2 separate regions of the Hordeum vulgare genome follow, and region 2 is linked to region 1. The links are chromatin contacts, called in public Hi-C maps. All regions are on one chromosome and are shown on one strand. The core of a region is the stretch at or near the end of the contact, and the rest is flanking DNA. Distances in the headings are between cores, read along the strand shown. Region 1 has its middle 7.3 kb from the start of LOC123407484. Region 2 holds the start of LOC123411803 (subtilisin-like protease SBT3).

What was found. Hi-C and Micro-C count contacts between places; a contact is called where the count stands out from the background.
Region 2: a contact with region 1 is called in a Hi-C map of seedling, with 2.5 times the contacts expected there. The contact joins the promoter of LOC123411803 here to the enhancer-like site in region 1. A contact is called at or near these places in 2 of 6 Hi-C or Micro-C datasets (leaf and seedling).

What each region holds. Positions count from the first base shown.
Region 1 is chr7H:601,300,090-601,306,575 of MorexV3_pseudomolecules_assembly, reverse strand. No RefSeq gene overlaps it. Among protein-coding and RNA genes, the nearest start is that of LOC123407484, 7.3 kb to the right of the region's middle. Within about 2 kb of position 2,880, at least 3 of the 3 cell types and tissues checked have open chromatin away from gene starts, as enhancers often do. A contact at or near this core is called in leaf and seedling, where this site is marked.
Region 2 is chr7H:601,399,926-601,407,042 of MorexV3_pseudomolecules_assembly, reverse strand. It overlaps LOC123411803 (subtilisin-like protease SBT3), which reads left to right and starts at 3,994. Exons shown (of 1, transcript XM_045104764.1): 1 at 3,994-6,649. The coding sequence starts at 4,131. The coding sequence ends at 6,497. LOC123409816 (a long non-coding RNA gene) reads right to left here and starts at 482. Exons shown (of 2, transcript XR_006612905.1): 1 at 180-482.

The sequences.
Region 1 (6,486 bases), core at 1,631-4,130:
GATACACACAAAGCATTCCTTCGGTGTCAGTAAGTTATATGATCTCATGGTCATAGGAATAAATACTTGACACGCAGAAAACAGTAACAACAAAATGACACGATCAACATGCTACGTCTATTAGTTTGGGTCTAGTCCATCACGTGATTCTCCCAATGACGTGATCCAGTTATCAAGCAACAACACCTTGTTCATAATCAGAAGACACTGACTATCATTGATCAACTGGCTAGCCAACTAGAGGCATGCTAGGGACGGTGTTTTGTCTATGTATCCACACATGTAAATGAGTCTTCATTCAATACAATTATAGCATGGATAATAAACTATTATCTTGATACAGGAATTATAATAATAACTACACATTTATTATTGCCTCTAGGGCATAATTCCAACAAATGGTGCTCAATGAGATCCTCTTAAAGCTGAAAGTAGGTGTTTGCATTTTCAATCTCCTTGTAGGTGTGAAGAATAGATCTAATGCGGTTAGGGTCTCTAGATGGTTTGACACGGCTACCCACATTGTCATAGAAGAACTCCAAGTTCATGTCTCTCTCATCTTCGATAATCATATTTTGAAGAATAACACAGCATGTCACGATGTTTTTCAAGGATCACTTGTCCCAAAAACGAACGGGGCCACGAACAACGGCAAACCTAGATTGCAAAACCCCGAATGCTCTTTCAATGTCTTTCCGGGCTGCCTCTTGTGCCGTTGCGAAATCACACTGTTTCCTAGTTTGGGGGTCTTTGATGCTCGTGAAAAATGTGCACCATGGAGGGTATATACCATCTACAAGATAGTACCTCTTTGTGTATTCATGCCCATTGATAGCGTAGTTGTAAGCAGGAGCATCACCACTAGCAAGCCTAGCAAACAAATAAGATCATTGCAACACATTGATATCATTGAGAGTACCCGGTATACCAAAAAAGCAATGCCAAATTCATGAATCCTTGGATGCAACGACCTCTAGCACAATTGCTGCATCATGAGACTTGCAACAATACATTCCCTACCATGTCTTTGGGCAATTTTTCCAAGTCCAATGCATACAATCTATGCTTCCTAGCATGCGAGGCCAACCTCTTCTATCATTAGATGCCATCAATTTTTGTGTGTCTTCCTCGTTCGGTGCTCGAAGATATTCAGGATCAAAGACACGGATCATCACTTTGGCAAACTTATGCACTAACTCATTTATCGTATCTTCACCAATGCGAAGGTACTCATCAGCATAGTGAGCCAGAATGCCATATGCAATTACCCGCATAGCTGCCGAGATTTTTTGATGTTCACTAAATACCTTCAAGCCCGCGACATTTCTTCTTTGTGTAAAATACTGACAATTGGCCTCGCAATCTTGAACAATTTACACAAAGAGGGATCGACACATTCGATACCTTCTCCGGAAGAGGTGCGACAAATATGTTGGATTGTCCGCGAAGTAGTCTTGCATCAACATCTCGTTCTTGAGATGGCGATTTCAAGGAATGCAAAGACGGCCGACGGTCGATCCTCGCCGCCTCTTTCGGTTCTTGTCTTCATGCTCCTTCACGGCAAGGGTCATCATCAACGTCTGCTGCGATAGTTGACAAGCAGCATATCAACATCCGAGTCGTCTAATCGAATCGTCGAGCAAAAACTTCTCGCACGGGCTCAATTCCATCTAAATTCACAAGTACGCGCGCCATGTTAACCAACTATGCATACCGCTTGGCATAAGCACAAGTACAAACTCACCGGCTGCTCGGGGGCGGTGGCTCTCCGAGGGTGGATCAGCGGATCCGGGGAGCTGGTGCAGCGGCTCGATGGAAGAGGGTAGGGGCACCCCCGCGGCGCGATTCCGCCCGCAGATTTGGCCAGAACACCGGCGGCGGACGGGCGGAACCAATGGTGAGCGGCAGCGGAAGGTGGCAGGAAAGGGCGCGGGCTGAAATGTCTCTCCCGGCAACCGCTTTTCTGGGATAAGGGGCACCATAGGGGCGAGGCGAAAACCTGCATCTTCGTGGGTTGGGGATGGGATTTTGTCGCGCCCCTCCAAAATATTTAAGGGTCGAATGCGTTTGCAGGGTATGGTCGGGCAGCATTTTTTGGACCAACGCGTATTTTAACGATTATTTTGCAGATCGGGGCGAGTGGTGGAGCCTATTGGGCTGACCCTAATGCACAGGAATACGGGTCCAATTTAATTTTAGTACTTGTCAGTCACCTAAAAAGGCTGTGTACATCATGTTAGCCCAAAATTGGTGCATCGGGTGTCTCAAGGCTGCTTTCAGGGCATTTCCTATTTGACGCCACAGACTTCAGTTAACGTGCATTTTTGTTAACTCGTGCGTGAGGTGTTCGAACTGACTCAGCCTATCTAGGCGCTTGTGACATTTTAATAAAAAATCAATGAACTTATTTAAATATCGACGATTTTTTAAAAAATTTCATCGAATACTTTTTGGGATTGATGAACTTTTTTGAATATCAATGAACTTTTTTGTAATTTGATGAACATATTTTTGGAAATGGATGAACTTTCTAAAGATTTATGAACATTTTTTTCAATTCAATGATTTTTTTTAAATACATGAATCATTTTTGATTTTGATGAACTTTAATAAAATATATTAAACTTTTAAGAAGTTAATGAACTTTTCCTAAATAGGATGAACTTGTTTTCAAATTGATGAACCATTTTTAAAGATATGAACTTTTTTGAAAAATGGATAAACCTTTTTTCTTTAAATCTGTAAACCTTTCTTTATTTTATAATATTTTTTAATAAAAAAAGTCAAAAAAGAAAAAATGAACAGCACTTTAATGGACCGGCCCATTGTAGCAGCGCTGCAGGCGCCGGATCGTTAACGGGCGCGTGCAGCGCTGCATAGGAGCTCCCAGCTTTCAGCCTTTCACGCGCATGCCTGCGCGATGGGTTCTAATACAAGCCACGCACGCACACATTGATGTTCGTTTCCCTGGCTCTGCCCAAATCAGCATACGCACACTATTTTTTTTTCATACCAATGGGTGGATGGATCGATTAGTCTTTTGTGTGTAGACACAGAGGCGGCAGCGAGCCAGCCACCGAGGGCATGTACAATGGTTGATAAAATAGTTTTATCTTAAATCTTTACTAGCAAAAGGGTCCGTGCGTTGTAACGGGAGAAAAAATACCACATGCGTTTAATCTTTTTATAATCATTTTGATTTATTAAAATAATAAGCTAACTAACTAATGTAGTCAGTCCTATCCTATTTTGTTGAGAAAATCAACCCGTCTATTGTTAATTCCGTCGTGATGAAAAATTGAGCGGGGCAAGCAAAGCAAAACAAAGAGGCTACGTGAATTGATCAAGGGACTGTTATCTTATTTCACTCATGGGTAGAGAATGTGGGATGAGATAACAAACTGAAGGTGGTGTTCCATTCTCTCTCTCTACAACAATGCAATCTTACATTCAATACATTCATTCATCAGCAAAAAAATTCCCACAAAACAAAATTTCTTGCCGGTGCTTGGCACACGGTTGGAGGCATGGGGAGGGGATCTCACCAGATGATGAATTCCTGTCGGAGGAGGGGATACGATAAGGGGAGCAAGGGTTAGGCGCCTCTATCTGGCCATAAGGAGTCGCCGTTGCCGCGCCATAACCTCGGAGTTCCCCGTGTGAGCCATGGAGGTCCGCCTCCACCTGCAAGTACTTCGCTTCGCCGTGCCTTATCCGCGCGCCACCGCCGTTCTGCATCGAGCAGACGCATCATCCAAGTCGTTGTAGCTGTCGCGTTAATTTGATCCAGAAGCTGTGCTCGAGCGCTGAAACAGGGGCAGCAAGCGGGCAGAGGTACGACCGTGGAGGCGGGCGGGTTGAGATCGACAGAAGTGGTGGTTGAGGTCGGCCGCGGCGGCGAGTGGTGTGGCAGCGGCCTGAGCACAGGTCAGGGTGGACCAGGGTCGACGCGATGTGCTCGAGCGCCGCAACGGGGGCAGTGAGCGGGGAGAGGTACAGCCGCGGAGGCGGGTGGGTTGAGATCGGCAACGTTGGCGGTTGAGGTCGGCCGCAGCGGCGAGTGGTGTGGCGGCAGCCTGGGCACAGGCCAGGGTGGCCCAGGGTCGACGGGAGGAGGCGATGCGTACGGGTACAATTTTTGCAGCAAATCGTTTTTTCCTTTTGCGTTGCAGATAAATGATGGAGCGCGGGTTGAATAACAAAAATTACAGGGTTTATTTTTATAAAAATGTCGTAGTGGGTTTTTCGACGGAAGCAATAGCAAAAGGGCCCATGCGTTGCAACGGGAGAAAGAAATACCACACGGCACACGCTCTTAATTTATAAAAAATGTCTATAATTTGAGAATTTATAGTTACGATACAAATAAAGATGGTCATATCCTACAAAAATGCAGTTCAAAATTTCACAGGTCTTCTATTTTAACACGGCTTGCATGTAGATTTAATACGTACAAAGAATCAGTCAAGTGACCTCCAGTTTCATCTCTAATCCTGATTTTGTTGACGTTTTCATCCTCAACCCGGATGAGTACCGGTATGAAAGAAAGACGAATAATGACTTATTTATTAAGATTGCATCCTAGATAGTATTTTTATTAAACGTTTAACAGATAAAATAATATCATATTTAAATTCTACATATTTTTCTAATCAAATTCCATGTATAATATGTTAAATTTGGAGTTACGGTTTAAAAGATATGAGTATTTAGAAAACTATTTAATATATACTACGAGTTTAATGTCAAAAATAGTAAAGGTTTTTGTAAAATCACCTCGGTGGGTTTTTCGACAGAAGCGATAGCCTCTTTATTATTAGGTAAAGATTGTAATTTAAAGATGACAGAAAAATAGTCTACAATGGGTCATCTCTTAGCCTTATCTTCTATAATTAGTTATTTCTAAAAACATGATGAGATATATTGTGTTAAGAGATCACCTCTTGTCTTCTCTTAAATTAAAGAAGACAAGGCCGTTTTTCGATTTCTCTCTCCGCCACCTCATCATTTATCCTATATGATACTCTTAAGATAGCATCATTGTACATGCCCTGAGAGACGCCGGGCGCCACAGGCCGCGGCCACATCTAACGTCTAGCGTTGTGACGCAGCAACGCCCACACCGCGACCGTAGTTTTGCCTCCGGCAGGTTCTGCATGCTCTCTTCTTTGCAATTCGGAACCGATGACCTGTGCGTCTATAGATTAGAAACGACCCCAATTTTGTTAGTGTTCTTGCCCTGACTTTGTCTAAATATTTTTACAAATTGAAGTTGCAATAATTACAGGTATAATCTTGTAGCCGATAGGTTAAATCCTTATGTATTGGCAAAACTTGGAGCATTTTCTAGGGTTGTACTTCTATTTATGGTATTACTTTCTACGAAATTTTATCTCTCATTGCTAACTTATACTTAACAATACGTACTTAAATATACATATATTATCGACAAGATTCTTCTCAAAAGAAAAGCAAGAGAACATAAATTGGGAGGAGGAGATTCAATATGATTTAGGCAAGAGAAAATTGATTGACCATTACCATCCTACTTTGAAAGATCTGGTTAGAGCAAAATATTTTCTTAACGGACATTCTCTGCCAAGAGACACTGATAGAACATTAGCCATTTAAGTACTTTCATTTGATCATTTATACTTGAAGTTTAATACTATTTTTATCTTGTAGGTTAATGAAACATGATATCCGATAAAGTATTTTGGAATTAGAAATGCAATACATCCTTCTCAAGTAATCTTGATCTTTATTTTATCATTATAGAAAGAAATTTTATTTTGTTTTTGAAACTTATAGAAAGAATTTTGATGGCTACGTTTTCTTTACACATCGTCTTTGAAATTAAAGCTTTCTTAAAATAGTGTATCTGGTAACATTTGCTCCAGCTTCGTTTCCGATCAGGGGTCTGTTAGAGATTCTCTTTTAACATAACATACAAAGTTCCAATCAGCAAGTTCTAATAGTCATCAAGGTTACATCCAGAAAGCGGAAGGATTCAGTGTGGGCGGGTTCATGTCATGAGCCACCGTGTACGCCATGGACGCGCGGCCCCCACGGCCGGTGATCCGGAGCTCCCCCTTCTTGCCGTACTTGAGAGAGAAGGTGGTCATCTGCACCACACGGCGGTGGCAGCGCCGGTCGTCGCCGTCGTCGTCACCCCTCTGCGCGCAGCACTGAACCAGGCAGTACCTGCTGCCCCCTCCCATGTACACCAGCGTGGCCCCGAGGTGGCCCGTCGTCTCGAAACCGTAATCAAACAGCCTCTCCTGGCTGACCTTCCAGTCCGGCCTCTCGCTGGCCTCGCCGGCGGGACGTCGCACGACACGACGCGCCCGCGCGCCTCGTCGGAGAGCCCGACCCACGCGTCCAGCTCGCCCGTCGTAGTGCGCCTCCCCGCGGAACGGCAGCAGCCACTCGCCGTGGTAGCGGAACCTGAGGCGGTCCGCGTCGAACGAGTAGGTGCTCCGCTGA
Region 2 (7,117 bases), core at 2,745-5,244, 99 kb before region 1:
ACACTTGCTGGTGATTCTAGTCCGTGCAGTCTTCCAGGGCAAATAGCGGCCGGGATCCTACAACCAGAGCTCCGGTAGGAGTCTCCAACCTCTATCTACCATAGATTTGCAGGCATATATCAAGAAGAACACAATCCTAGTTGCGGCTGGAGCCTCGGAGGAGGCAGGAAGCAGCGTACCTCTGTCGACATCTCGTGGCCTGGCGCGGCATGGTGGTGGAGATGGGGGCAGGAGAAGCAAACGGCGGCGGCGAATGGCGCGACCGCCGGCGACACCGTGGTTCGTCTCCCTCCCTTTGATCCCTTCCGCTGCGCGTCTCAGAGGCTGGCAAAGTGGGCTTTCCCTATGTATGGGCTTGTTGTCTTCAATGGGCTCCGCCTGGACAAACGGCGATGCTAAATTCCTACCTTCCGAAATTCTGCAACATATCCGTACGTTTCAGATTTTTCTCCAAAAAATCCGTACGATTCTGATAGTGTATAGGGTGGGATTATAAAACTCTTAATCTTAACAAGCTAAGATCTATACATTAATCACGCTAACCAACTAGTCAAGCAGTGATGAGGGATAATCCCGGATAGGCTCACCAAGCCTACTCCTTCACACTTCGGCATAGAGTGAGGTGAAAGCCTCCTCACATGTCGGCTCCTCCTGGCCGGCTGGGTATCTCGCGCCGGCTAGGAGCGTCGCCGTCTACTCTCTGGCCGAATGGCTAGCCGTCAGCCGGCTGGGGAGCACCCGTCGAATCAATCCCTATGATGTGATGGAAGCCTTCGATTAAAGGCGAAAGTACCTCACCTCGGGTACGATGGAGTGGAATACGCGTGGCTACAGTGGTGGCGGTCGTAATGCTGATCGGTGTCGGCTGCGACCCGTCAACCGTGTACAGTACCCGCACGCCACCACCCACTCCATTACCTTGTCCGGTGTGGCTACAGTGGAGGCGGTTGTACCACTGACCGCCGCCGGATCCCGCAAGACGACGGCCATCGTACCACTCTCGCCCCGCGTAGGGAGCACGCACCAATCCCATAGCCTAGCCGACGGGTCCCAAAGCCTGATGGGACCCTGCAGCCGGCGGGCCCCGCCAGCGACAAGACTGATCAATAGCGGGCCCTCTGACCAGCCGGAGAGGCTGCCAGCGGGGCCCCCCACATTGTACCTTATATCCATTTTGTAGGCCAAGGGTCGTCTATAAAACCCCCTGGCCCCCCTCCATGCAGAGGGTCGGCCATTCCTATACACACACACACACACATACATGAGAGGTAGACTGCGAGCCGGTTGCTCCATCTTCCTCCTCCGTTGAACACCTCAAGGAGCACATTGTAGTTGTCTTGGTTCATCAACCACTCCGGCAGGACTAGGGGTGTTACCTCCCACGGAGAGCCATGAACCTGGATACATCGTGCGCCTTGCATCTCTAGTTACCAATCTCGTTTCCGGAGCCCACCGATGTCCCTTCGGTCCCAACCACTCTCGATTGAGACATATTGATCTTTAGGATTCAAATGGAACGCATTGCTATCCTATGCAATTTTCATATTGTATGAATTGATCAAGAAACCCTAAATCAACTATGACATATATATATATATATATGTTCTCCCACGGTTTTGCCAATATGCAACAAGGAAAATTGTTTCACTACAACTTAAGAGAAATTGAACTTTAGGATTCAAATGAAACATATTGCTATCCTATGCAATTTTCATATCCTATGAATTCATCAAGAAACTCTAAATTAACTATGACATTTCTATCCAATGGAACATAGAAACTGCATAAATTAACTATAACATATATATATTGTTATCCAATGGAACCTAGATCACTATATGCAATTGCTACCCAATGGAACATAGAAACTGCATATTGCTATCCAATGGAACATAGATCACTATATGCAATTTTCATAACCTTGGATCAAAGAAAGCCTCAAAACTTACCTCGTCCATTGGAAGACCATGACATTTCTCTTGAAACATAGTTGGATGACGACAACACCTTGTTGATTGGCCGTGTACTCCAGATCTAGCCCCATGCAATTTTCATTCTCCTCCGCCTCTTGAAGCCGTTCCTAAAAATAGGAAAGAAAACCCGACACCATGGCGCTGTTGTTTGTGTACACGACATTGAGTCCGGTCGTGTCATGTGCGAGCACCTGTCCGTAGCGAGTGGTTGGCATGATGGAAGAAGAGAAGGGAAGAAGAGAGGGGAAGAAGAGATGAGAGCGAGAGAGAAGAAGAAACGGAGAAATGACGAAACTCTGCTTTGGTTCGTGCTTTTCATCGCTGGAAACGACGCAGGAGGTGAACCGTTTGGACCTTTAGTCCCAGGTTGAGCCACCACCACGTACCAAACGGGGATACAAACGGTTGCCACCACTCCTTAGTCCCGGGTTGAGCCACCAACCGGGACTAAAGGGGGATACGAACGGTTGCCACCAGGAGCGAGGCCTATTGGTCCCGGTTCGTGTCTGGAACCGGGACCAAAGGGGTGATATGAACCGGTACCAATGGCCCACGAGGCCCGGCCGGCGCCCTGGCCTCATGAACCGGGACCGATGCCCCCATAGGTCCCGGTTCGTGAGTGAACCGGGACTAATGGGATTTCAGGCCCTGGACCAAAGCCCTTTTTTCTACTAGTGGTTATTCAGTGATGCCGACGCATTCTTCTCATGTCAGAAGTTGGCGGCGGCTGGCTTCTTAGGAAGTTGGCAATTTTTTGATGTGGAGACGATCCGAACGGGGCATAAGAGATGAAATAAACTGTGCTATTAGGACTCCATGGAGAAAATCAATATAATTGTTACATGGTGTGACCTTTATTGGCTAATTGTATAGCTTATGGGTATATAGAGTTTAAAGTTGTTTATCCAAGTTTTTATGATATCAGGAGACAAAGAAGGAAATGACTATGTCAAGGATTGCATATGATAGAATGTAAAAACAACATTTCATAACTGAAATAGTTTGGTGCTATGCTTTTCAAAGTGTTGATATCTCAGCTAATTTTTAGAATTGTCTATGAATGATGTGCAAGTTCTGTGGAGGCCCAACTACAGTTTTAGAAGTTTTAAATCTGTTTAAAACCCAGAATCGACTATTTTAGCGAAATTATCTCATTCAACATAATGGAGGAATAGTGGATCTATCTGGCAAATGCCATTTTTTGTTGTCAACTATAGGTAACCGGTCCATCGAAGGTCGCCCAAGCCTATCGCAAGTGGTAGTGTGGTCGATTTAGGAGAATCCACGTACTAGCCTACATCACTTCTTGTTCACAGCTGGACAATCTCCATACTAGCCTATCATGTTAGATCGAACACTATCAAGATGGCGATTAGGCTGGAGAACTTATTTCACCGCCAGTGACGCTGCAACCTCAACATCGCCGCTAGAAAACAATGGGCAATAAATGGCGGAGGAGAATGATGTGCTTGTGTGGAAAAAAATGTTAATGGTCAGTATGGATAAATCTTTAACATGAAAGAGATATTAGCTACGTGAGTTTCCACGTATCAGCTTTGATTAGCCGTTGTGCATCGGCTCTCATCTGGAGAAATATAATATGACCAGAATGTTATTTGATTGATGGTTTACAACGTATATTTTATTGTCTCGTGACAACGCATGGATATTTAACTAGTTATGTTTTAAATATGAACATGTTTTTTCTAAAGTTCACGCGTAAAAATATGCATTGAATACATGCGTCTACCTAACCAGAAAAATGGAGACAGACGTCCGCATGGTCGACCCAATCGGACATAAAACAGATAAAACGCGTGTCGTGTCCGTGCGTTGCAGTTGCTCTAACTTGTCGGCTGACATTACACTTCCGAGTGATGAACTTCACCATTCTATGTATCTACTTGTGTCCGAACCATTTCGAGCAAAATCGACATTGAACTAACAAGATGGTTAATGGTAGGTGCATGATACCCTATCATACGCTTGTAAGCATTCGCCAAAAATGCTCTTTCCCTGTAGTACACGACAGTCGCGAGGTGCACATGCGGAAGCAGACGACGAGGCCCATGCCGCTGGCTGGCGTGTCCAAACAAAGACTAGGCAACCACCGAATGCATCCGACTCCATGAGCACCGGCCATGCAGGTTAACTACCATGCCCGCCGTTGCCCGGGCCGCGTCACCCTTACGACGCCGGCCGTCGCACTCCACCGCCGCCGGCGCTCTACTTGTGTACTACGTACATCGCACAATGTGGCCATGGGTGGCGTTGGTGCTGGTCGCGCTCTACTCGCGTCCGGCCGCGGCGGCGGCCGAAACTGTGGCGGCGGCGTCCTACATTGTGCACATGGACAAGTCGGCCGTGCCGGTGGTGTTCTCGAGCCACCTGCGCTGGTACGAGTCCACGCTCGCCGCGGCTGCCCCGGGGGCAGACATGTTCTACGTCTACGACCACGCGATGCACGGCTTCGCGGCGCGGCTCCACGCCGATGAGCTCGACAGGCTCCGGCGCTCCCCGGGATTCGTGTCGTGCTACCGCGACGACGCGAGGGCGGTGCGTGACACAACGCACACGCCCGAGTTCCTCGGCCTCGGCGTCGGCGCGGCCGGGGGAATATGGGAAGCGTCCGACTACGGCGAGAACATGATCATCGGCGTGGTGGACACGGGCGTGTGGCCCGAGAGCGCGAACTTCCGCGACGACGGGCTCCCGCCGGTGCCGGCACGGTGGAAGGGCTTCTGCGAGTCCGGCATTGCGTTCGACGCGGCCAAGGCGTGCAACCGAAAGCTCGTCGGCGCGCGCAAGTACAACAAGGGCCTCATCGCCAACAACTCCAATGTGACCATCGCCGTGGACTCCCCGCGAGACACGGAAGGCCACGGCACGCACACGTCGTCCACGGCAGCCGGCTCGCCCGTGTCGGGTGCGTCCTTCTTCGGTTACGGGCGAGGCGTCGCTCGCGGCATGGCGCCCCGCGCCAGGGTGGCGGTGTACAAGGCCCTGTGGGACGACAACGCGTACGCTTCAGATATACTCGCCGCCATGGACCAGGCCATCGCCGACGGCGTCGACGTGCTCTCCCTCTCCCTTGGCTTCAACGGCCGACAGCTATACGAAGATCCCGTCGCAATTGGCGCATTCGCGGCGATGCAGCGCGGCGTCTTCGTGTCAACCTCGGCCGGTAACGACGGACCGGACCCCGGCTACATTCGCAACGGCTCGCCGTGGGTGCTCACCGTCGCGGCGGGCACGGTGGACCGGGAGTTCTCTGCCATCGTCCGGCTCGGTGACGGCACGACCTTGGTCGGCGAATCGCTGTACGCAGGAACCCCACATCGCCTCGGAAACGCCCGGCTCGTGCTCCTCGGCCTGTGCGACAACGACACGGCGCTCTCAGAGAGCCGCGACAAGGTCGTGCTCTGCGACGTGCCGTACATCGACGCCCTGAGCCCCGCGATATCGGCGGTGAAAGCCGCCAATGTGCGCGCCGGGCTCTTCTTGTCTAACGACACGTTGAGGGAACAATACGAGAGCTTCCCATTTCCGGGTGTGATCCTGAAGCCGCGGGACGCCCCGGCGCTGCTGCACTACATCCAGAGCAGCCGCGCGCCCAAGGCCTCCATCAAGTTCGCGGTGACCGTCGTGGACACGAAGCCGGCGCCGCAGGTGGCGACCTACTCGTCACGCGGCCCGTCGCGGAGCTGCCCGACGGTGCTCAAGCCCGACCTGCTCGCGCCCGGCTCGCTCATCCTCGCCTCGTGGGCGGAGAACGCGAGCGTCACCGACGCCGGGACGCAGCCGCTGTTCAGCAAGTTCAACGTCATCTCCGGCACCTCCATGGCGTGCCCACACGCGTCGGGCGTGGCGGCGCTCATCAAGGCGGTGCACCCGGAATGGAGCCCCGCTGCGGTGCGATCGGCGATGATGACGACGGCTAGCGCGGTGGACAACACCTTGGCTCCCATCAAGGACAGGGCCGACGGCATCGAGTACGCAGCCTACCCGCTGGCGATGGGGTCCGGCCACATCGACCCCAACCGCTCGCTGGACCCCGGCCTGGTGTACGACGCCGGACCGGACGACTACATCAAGCTCATGTGCGCCATGAACTTCACGACGGCGCAAATCAAGACCGTGGCGCAGTCACCAGGCCCCGTGGATTGCACCGGCGGCGCGACCCACGATCTCAACTACCCGTCGTTCATCGCCTTCTTCGACTACGACGGCGGAGAGAAGACGTTCGCCAGGGCCGTGACCAACGTGGGCGACGGGCCGGCGAGGTACAATGCCACGGTGGAGGGACTGGACGGGGTGAAGGTGAAGGTGAGCGTCATGCCCAACAGGCTGGTGTTCGGCGGGAAGCACGAGAAGCAGAGGTACACGGTCGTGGTTCGGGTTGGGGGCAGACAGATAACTCCCGAACAAGTGTTGTATGGATCGTTGACGTGGGTGGACGACACCGGCAAGTACACGGTGAGGAGCCCCATCGTGGTGGCGTCGACGACCTTGTCTCGGCCATAGGATACGCATCGTGCGTGCAAACATCGATCGAACAACTGAGAGCATACGCGAATACGTGCGCAGGACGAACAACAAAGAGGAACGGAACACGGTTAACGACTTACTAATTTATATATATATAACTTTTTCGATTCACCAGCTGTTATTTACTTATTTACACCCTCCGTTTCAATATTTTCATTTTAAAAATAAATATATCTAAATACTAAGACGTGATTAGATATATTCATATGTAAATAAATATAAAACAATTCTTTTGGATCGGAGCGAGAATTTACACTCAACCAAGCGAACGAAAGCGCACCTAGGGCTAACGAACATGTCGTCATGATGTTGGGTTGGCCCAGAAATGTGAGTGTTGGTTCTTCTAACCGGGACTTAAGACGCGGCTTAAGAGATCTTGGGTTGGGGCTCGTTTAGCCGAATGCATCTTCCCTGATGTTTCAATAGCAGCATGTAGCACGTAAAATGGCCCAATGACAGCCTCAAAACATTAATTATGGTACTCTTGTAAAAATCGTTGAAATCTTCTCTAGCTGTGGCAGTGCATATGTGTCACTTGTTGCATCATACTTCCTCTAATTTTAAATAAGTGTCTCAACTAAGCTAATTTATACTCT